Linked DNA regions of Neogale vison: region 2 is linked to region 1. A link is a contact called in public Hi-C data. All regions are on one chromosome and are shown on one strand. Each heading gives the region's core, a stretch centred on a gene start, on an enhancer-like site or on the middle of the called end of the contact. The rest is flanking DNA. Distances are from core to core; before and after follow the strand shown. Region 1 holds the start of GAR1 (H/ACA ribonucleoprotein complex subunit 1). Region 2 holds the start of SEC24B (protein transport protein Sec24B).

Evidence for each region. Hi-C and Micro-C count contacts between places; a contact is called where the count stands out from the background.
Region 2: a contact with region 1 is called in a Hi-C map of muscle, with 7 times the contacts expected there. The contact joins the promoter of SEC24B here to the promoter of GAR1 in region 1. A contact is called at or near these places in 2 of 3 Hi-C or Micro-C datasets (fibroblasts and muscle).

What each region holds. Positions count from the first base shown.
Region 1 is chr11:99,541,604-99,545,006 of ASM_NN_V1, reverse strand. GAR1 (H/ACA ribonucleoprotein complex subunit 1) reads left to right here and starts at 1,533. Exons shown (of 7, transcript XM_044224265.1): 1 at 1,533-1,651; 2 at 2,187-2,393. The coding sequence starts at 2,198.
Region 2 is chr11:99,892,294-99,895,599 of ASM_NN_V1, reverse strand. SEC24B (protein transport protein Sec24B) reads left to right here and starts at 1,670. Exons shown (of 23, transcript XM_044224285.1): 1 at 1,670-1,816. The coding sequence starts at 1,690.

The DNA of each region.
Region 1 (3,403 bases), core at 284-2,783:
ACTGAAGACTCTGAGAATCTAATGTTCTACTTTATTCCTCTAACTGCCTGGAGAAGTTACTTCACTTTCTTGAATGTTAGTTTTTTACTGACAATAAGTAAAATAAAGGGGCACCAGATAATCTGGAAGGTCTTAAAAAACTTTAATGATTTCATCACAGTGAGTTAGAGTTAGCAGTGGACACCTAATGGAGCTAAACACTGAACATAAAAGTTAGATGAAGCAAAGCAAAATAGAGCAAGGCAGTCAAGAGTAATTTTCTATATGATCTACAGAATTTAAAGTACATTTACCAAATCTGAATAAAAAATATATTTATTAAGTTCCTTTCATACATAGGATTGTTAGGGGCTTTCTCAAAAAGTTTATGTATTAGTGTAGAAGGCATATTGTGATTTCTAGCATTTCATAGTGAAGTTTACAACATTGTTTCCAAATCAAAATTAGCCTCTGAGGTAGGTACCAATCTCTGCCCTTTCAGAGGCACAGTATTCAACTGCGTCAAATACCAAGGGAAGGTCTCAGACAATTCTGGTGTAAAAGATACCATCCAGAGGCCCCTGGGTGGCTCAGTGGGTTAAAGCCTCTTCCTTTGGCTCAGGTCATGATCCTAGGGTCCTGAGATGGAGCCCCCCATCCGGCTCTCTGCTCAGGAGGGAGCCTGCTTCCTCCTCTCTCTCTGCCTGTCTCTTTGCCTACTTGTGATCTCTGTCTGTCAAATAAATAAATAAAATCTTAAAAAAAAAGATACCATCCAAATTTAATAAACGGTTCACTAGCTTTCTTTGGAAAAGAAATTACACTGGAAGCTGAAATTAGATATCAAGGGCTTAAAGGGGAAGAGGGGCTTGCAGCACAGACGGTCCAGAGTCTGTCAGTGCTAAAAGTGTACTGGACAGGTGCTCCGGGCTAGTTCAGTTGGAAGAGCCTGCCACGCTCCACCTCCCAGTTGTGTTTTGGAGCCCCACGTTGGGTGTAGAGATTATTTAACTAAAGCATGTTAAAACAAAAACAAAAACAACTGGACAAACAATAAACCGTTTGGTGCAAAAGATAAAAATATTTGGCTTTTGTCACATAAAATATACTTTTAAAGAAAAAAATATTTTTAAGATACACATACACCCAGTTTTTCTTCCTTTAACTGATGAAACCGTAGGAGAGGACAGGCGCAGTCAGCTCACAATCGTACATACTTCAAAAGGTCCGGGAGAAACAAGCGCTCCCAAGAACGCAGGAAGACCTTGCACGGGGTTGCAATGCCACCAGATCGACCTCTGGGCAGAGCGCAGCTGAAAAGTCCTCAGAGATGTGGGCTGCAGAGTTGCTGCGGCTGGCAATGAATTGACGAACGAGGAAACCATTTCACGGCCTGAAAAGCCAGGGCTCACGGCCAGTCCCCCGCCACTTAGAACACGCAGGCTCCCGGGAGAAGGGCGGATCACTAACGCCAGCCATCTCCCAGGGCAACAGCGTGAGGGAACTTCCTGCAGCCTCTTTGCATTCAAAGGACGCCACTATTATACGTCACTTCCTACGTAGGTGAAGGCAAGTTGACCTGTCGTGAACTGGGGTTTGAAGTCAGATAGTACTGCTGCTCTTCCAGCGGAAAAGGCTGTTCTGAAAGGCGACGGCGCCCCGGGTTCTGCCGGTAATTGGCTTTTTGTAAACCAGTCCTTCAAGTTTCTAGCCGTTTCCCACCGCACCCCACCCCTCCTCGCTTCGCCCTCAGTGTGTGCGGGTACGGTGGCCGAGGAGGCTCGTGTATAGCGGAAGAACAGGGCAGGTGGGCGTGCTCAGCGGGGCTGGAGGTGCACGTGGCGTAGGTGAGTTGGAGTAGGGAGCAGAAGGGTCCGAAAATGGCTGGATCCGGAATGCCGCTAAGGGAGGGTTGGGGGGAGGAAGGGAATGCGTTGTGAAGACCTTCTTGCCTGCTCGGGGAGGAGGTACTAAGCGGGGACGCCGAGGCTGGTGAGTGGTCCGGTCAGCGCGCACAGGCTCTGGGGAGGTGACTCTCCTCACCTTTTAGGTTCATCTCTAGCGACTTGGTCGTGCGTGAGGTGGCAAGGTTGCTGTATTTATTATTGTCCCCCCGTATGGTGTTCTGAGCGTGGCTCAGAGGGGTTAGGTGGTGCACCCAGACGGCACAGTGACCCAACGGTACGCACTTTTTTTTTTCTCACCAGGTAAAGTAAGCATGTCTTTTCGAGGAGGAGGTCGGGGAGGCTTTAATCGAGGTGGCGGCTTCAATCGCGGCGGCAGCAACAACCATTTCCGAGGCGGAGGCGGGAATTTCAGAGGCGGCGGTGGCGGCCGAGGAGGATTTGGACGAGGAGGTGGCCGCGGAGGCTTTAACAAGGGCCAGGACCAAGGACCTCCGGAACATGTAGTTTGTATGTCGCCTTAAATCATAGCCTGCTTGTTAGCCTGCTTGGGGCGGAGGTTATGGGTTTAAGTTCGGGGGTTACATGCTGAAAGATACCTCTAGCAGCTCTCATACGGAAGTTGCTGCTTGGTTGGGGAGTCAGTTCTGGAGATGCTTAAACTGACTTGAAATAATGCTTTATTGCTGTGATGAGAAAGGGAAGATGAAGAAAGCAAAAGAACACGTAGAATGCGTACGTGGAGGTGGAAATTGAGCTTGGGCTGAAAACGAAGTTATTACGTAGGTAGTATTATGTATTTACTCCTGTTGTTCCCGTTTTACAGGTAAGAAAACTGTGATTCAGAGTTAGGTTTCTTTACAGGGATCATAGTAATAAGTGATCAGTTTGAGATACAAAGCTTTTCTGACTCCAAAGCCCATGCTCTCAGTTGCTGTTCATAAGTAAGAGAAGTGTGAAATATTGCTTGGAAGGGATATTATAGAGGGGAAGCCAAGAAAAAGACCTAATTAGAGTAGTTTTTGAAATAATTACCAATGAGGTGGGATGGAAGCTGTGGAATGTGACACAGATTTGACAGTAGAAACCTACATCAAAAAGGAGAAATGATGAAGAGAGTTTAATATAAAGATAAGGTTGGGCCTTAAAAGCAGTTGTGCAACATGGTTTGAAGAGTGCAAAGGGTAGAGTCATAGGTCCTAGCCCACCAGCATGCAATGATCCAGGCATGGTGCACTGTGAGGGGGGTGGAAGTGAGGGAAAAAAAGGAAGGGTTTGATGGAAGAGAGAGTCCAGTGGAAACAAATTCAGTAGAACTTGGATAATACTTGGGAATAAAAGGTTCCAGGTTTTGAGCTTGGGTGATAGGGATGAAGAATTGGTTTTGCAGGGATGTGATGAGTATTTTTGTTGGGGGTGACAGTCAGAAATAATGGTATTTTGAGATCCCACACTTCTCTGAAAAAGAGTGAAGAGTCATTGGTGTAGAGGTGATAATGGGAAGTTATAAAAGGGGAGGA
Region 2 (3,306 bases), core at 421-2,920, 350 kb before region 1:
AACCATACTAGAAAAAACCACAGTGAATTAGTGGACAAAGTGGAAGCAATTTAGGTTGTAAAGACTGTGGCGAAGATCTGAGGAAACATATGGTCCCAGCCCACCTCATTAGGAGTCACCCCTAAAGTAACAGGGCTCACCTTCATTCCATATACCTGTGATGAAAATGGGATTCCTATACCCAGGAAAATACATTCAGGGGCACAATACCAATTGCCTCGTTATTCCCTTACCCTCATAATGGTAGCCCTTATCCAGGAGTTTTTCTTCTGAGCCTTTTTTCAAAAAACTCCTAGAAAAGTGTTGGAAAACAGCTTCTCCCTCTGTCTCAGTGGAGTGTGATATATCGTTGAAAATCCTAAAACCCAAAAGTACAAACCCAACCACTGAAATCCTATTTGTAGTCCATTTGGGTCATTAAAGCACCAAGTACCATTAATTTATGGCAATGAGGAGAGGCAAGCTTTGCATTATTTCGGAACACACTACATGATCTCCATAATTAATTCAGTAAATTAGACTTATCACTCCAGAAATATCTTGCTAGATCCCATTTCGAGTTCAATGATGTTTCTGAGCAATTTCATTTCGAATACAGAGTGATGGTAGCATACTCAGAATTCCAAGATGGCGAGACGACTTGGCTAATGTAGTCCAAGACTTGCTTGCCTGTTAGCATGCTGGGACAGGTCAGGGATTCAAAAATTTCAATGTAGAGGAAGCAAACTGAATTTTTGCTTCGGATGCTGGAGCTTCTTTTCTAAACATCAAAAGAATGAAGCTACCCTTGGCAAAAATCATAAAGATAAAGCTTGTCCTCCAGTTTCTCTTACTGTTTTCTCCTTCCCTTTTCCCGAGGTTTAACTCAGCGGGAAAAGTTTAGAATATTATTTCGATTCTTGTGCTTATCAAAGAGAAATGTTTCCTTCTCCTCTGCCGAGGGTTAGAATTCCCTGGGAATTCAGGGACCCTGAAACTCATATTTCCTTTAGTTAAAAGTAAGGGGGGTAAAATTCAGGATTAAAAACCAAAACCGAATCCAGGGTTCTCTTTCGGGGGAAGGGAGAACGGGTGGGTGGGGTCAGCCCGGTGCAGCGTGGCCCCGGGGCACCGGATGTCATCCCGCGGCTCTCGGATCACCCTCGCAGCAACGTCGCGCCAGGCTCGCCGCGCGCCTGCCTCCGCACCGGTGGGAGCCGGCCCAGGTTTTCTTCTCCTACCGCGGTCCATCCCTCCCGCCTCATAGCGACCCTGGCTACGCCGAGGCCGGAGCCTTTGTAGCCAAGTTGGCAGTGAGGCCGCGGCCCCCCCCCCGCCCCCGCTCCGCCTTGGGCCTGAAAGCGCCGCGTTTCCGCCGGCAGGGGGCGTTGCAGCGGCGGCCCGAGGCCCGCGGTGCGGGGACCGACCCGAGGCTGGAACCTCGCACTCAGCGTTGGGGGCGCGCAGCACCGCCGGGCGGGACTGGCCAGGGGTCAGGGGCCAGAGGCCAGAGGCCAGGATCGCGGCACTCGCGGCGGCCCAGCTTGGCTCCGCGGTGCAGCGCCGGCACGCCCGGCCGCGGTCCCGGGCGACTCCCTCGGTGACGCGGGGCGCGTTCCTTCCTCTTCCTTTCGCCTCTCCGGCCCCGCCTTCCCTTCCCTCCGCCCATCTCCCCGAAGCGGAGCCGCCGCCGCCGCCAGCCGCGCCGTCATGTCGGCCCCCGCCGAGTCCCCTCATCCGGCCGCCAGCGCCCGGATCTCGCCCAAGCTTGGCGGAGCCACAGCCTCAGGAGCCGCCACGCCCGCAGGCCCGGGCCCGGCGCCGCACCAGCAGAACGGTGAGGCGGCCCGCCCCAGCGGAGCGCGGGGCCTAGCGCCGGCGGGGCAGCCTGCGCGGCCGCTCAGGACACACCGGGCCCGGCCCAGAGGGGTGATGGGGCGGGGGATGCCGTGGGTGGGGGCGAAGGTGAGGGGAGCCGCGGACGAGGCTAAGCTGGGGGCGGACTGTGGGGGGGGGCGCGGGGCGTTGGGTGCGGGGCGCGGGGGGGAGGGGACGGGCGCCCTGGCGCGGGGGCGGGGGCCGACCCGGGAAAGCTGGGGCCGGGGCTGTTTACGTAATGTGACCCTAGGCCCGAAGGCGTCCGGGGTTAGTAGGGGAGGTGGACAAGGAGGGGCCCAGGTCCGCTTTAAAAAACCCTCGTAACCCGGCCTGAGCGCCGGCGAGTTGCCCCGAACGACCCTTTCGCCGGCGAAAAGCCGAGGCCGCGGAGTGCGCGGTGTGGGGAAGCCTGGTGTAGCCCGCGAGCTGTACGGATTGTGCCCTTCCCGTCTCAGGAAAATTGCTTTGATTTCTGCGGCCCAGCGAGCACGTTGCCTTGAAGGGAACTTAAGTTAGCGCTCAAGTTTGTAGACAAAAGGGTGTAAATATGCAACACAAGTGTAACCCTAATCCTGACCCAGTTCGGCCGCAGGCTCTGTCATTGCTGCTGCGGCTGCCGCTCTGGCGTTCAGAGTCTGCTTGTGGTGTTGGAAAGGGAGCAGGTGTCAGACGGATTTAAACGAACACCTTTAGATTGTGGGGGGGGGGGCGGCTTTTTTTTTTTCCGCCAGCTCCACTTTCAGAAAGACGACAGCATGCTAGAGTTAGCCCCGCTTGGAGGGAAGCTTCCAAGGCCTTCACACAGGCTGCAGCCAGTGCGACTTGAAAGCCGCGTTCATGCTAAAGTCGTAGCATTTTAGTATGCGGGAGATTCAAGTGAAAAACGATCATTTCTAGGATATTTATTCCCTGATCGTTGGGATCTGAATGTTTGTGGGTGGTGCCGGGGAAGGGGGACCTCACGTTATAAACTTGATAGTATTTTAGATGAGAACCCTCGAAAGTCATGAAAAAGGCCCTGTTTTTGTAAGAGAACAAAACTACACTAGTACTTTTCAAACAGTTGTTAGACTGACCTGTTTTGTCCAAATGGTTAATGGAAATTCACTGGACTATATAAATCAGTTCAGCCACTATGTGGTTTTTCAGCTGACACTTTTCAAACATGAATACCGTTTATCCTGAGTATCAGAGGTTGAATTTTTTTTTTTTTTTTTTTTCATAAAAGTGATGTCTTGGGCCGGCTATCTTTTGGATCAGCCATACTTGTCAATATTACATGCTTTACTTCCAGTGGTCATTGTTTACTAGGGTGTAGAGTGAACAGTGTAGTAGATTTTGTGTTCCTGTCCTGAACATTCATATTTCTGAGCAGTGTTTGTCCTTGTAAACTTGATATAAATTGTTGTTTTTCCTTTTAAACGTTCTTCTGTGTAAAGGAACTAGCAC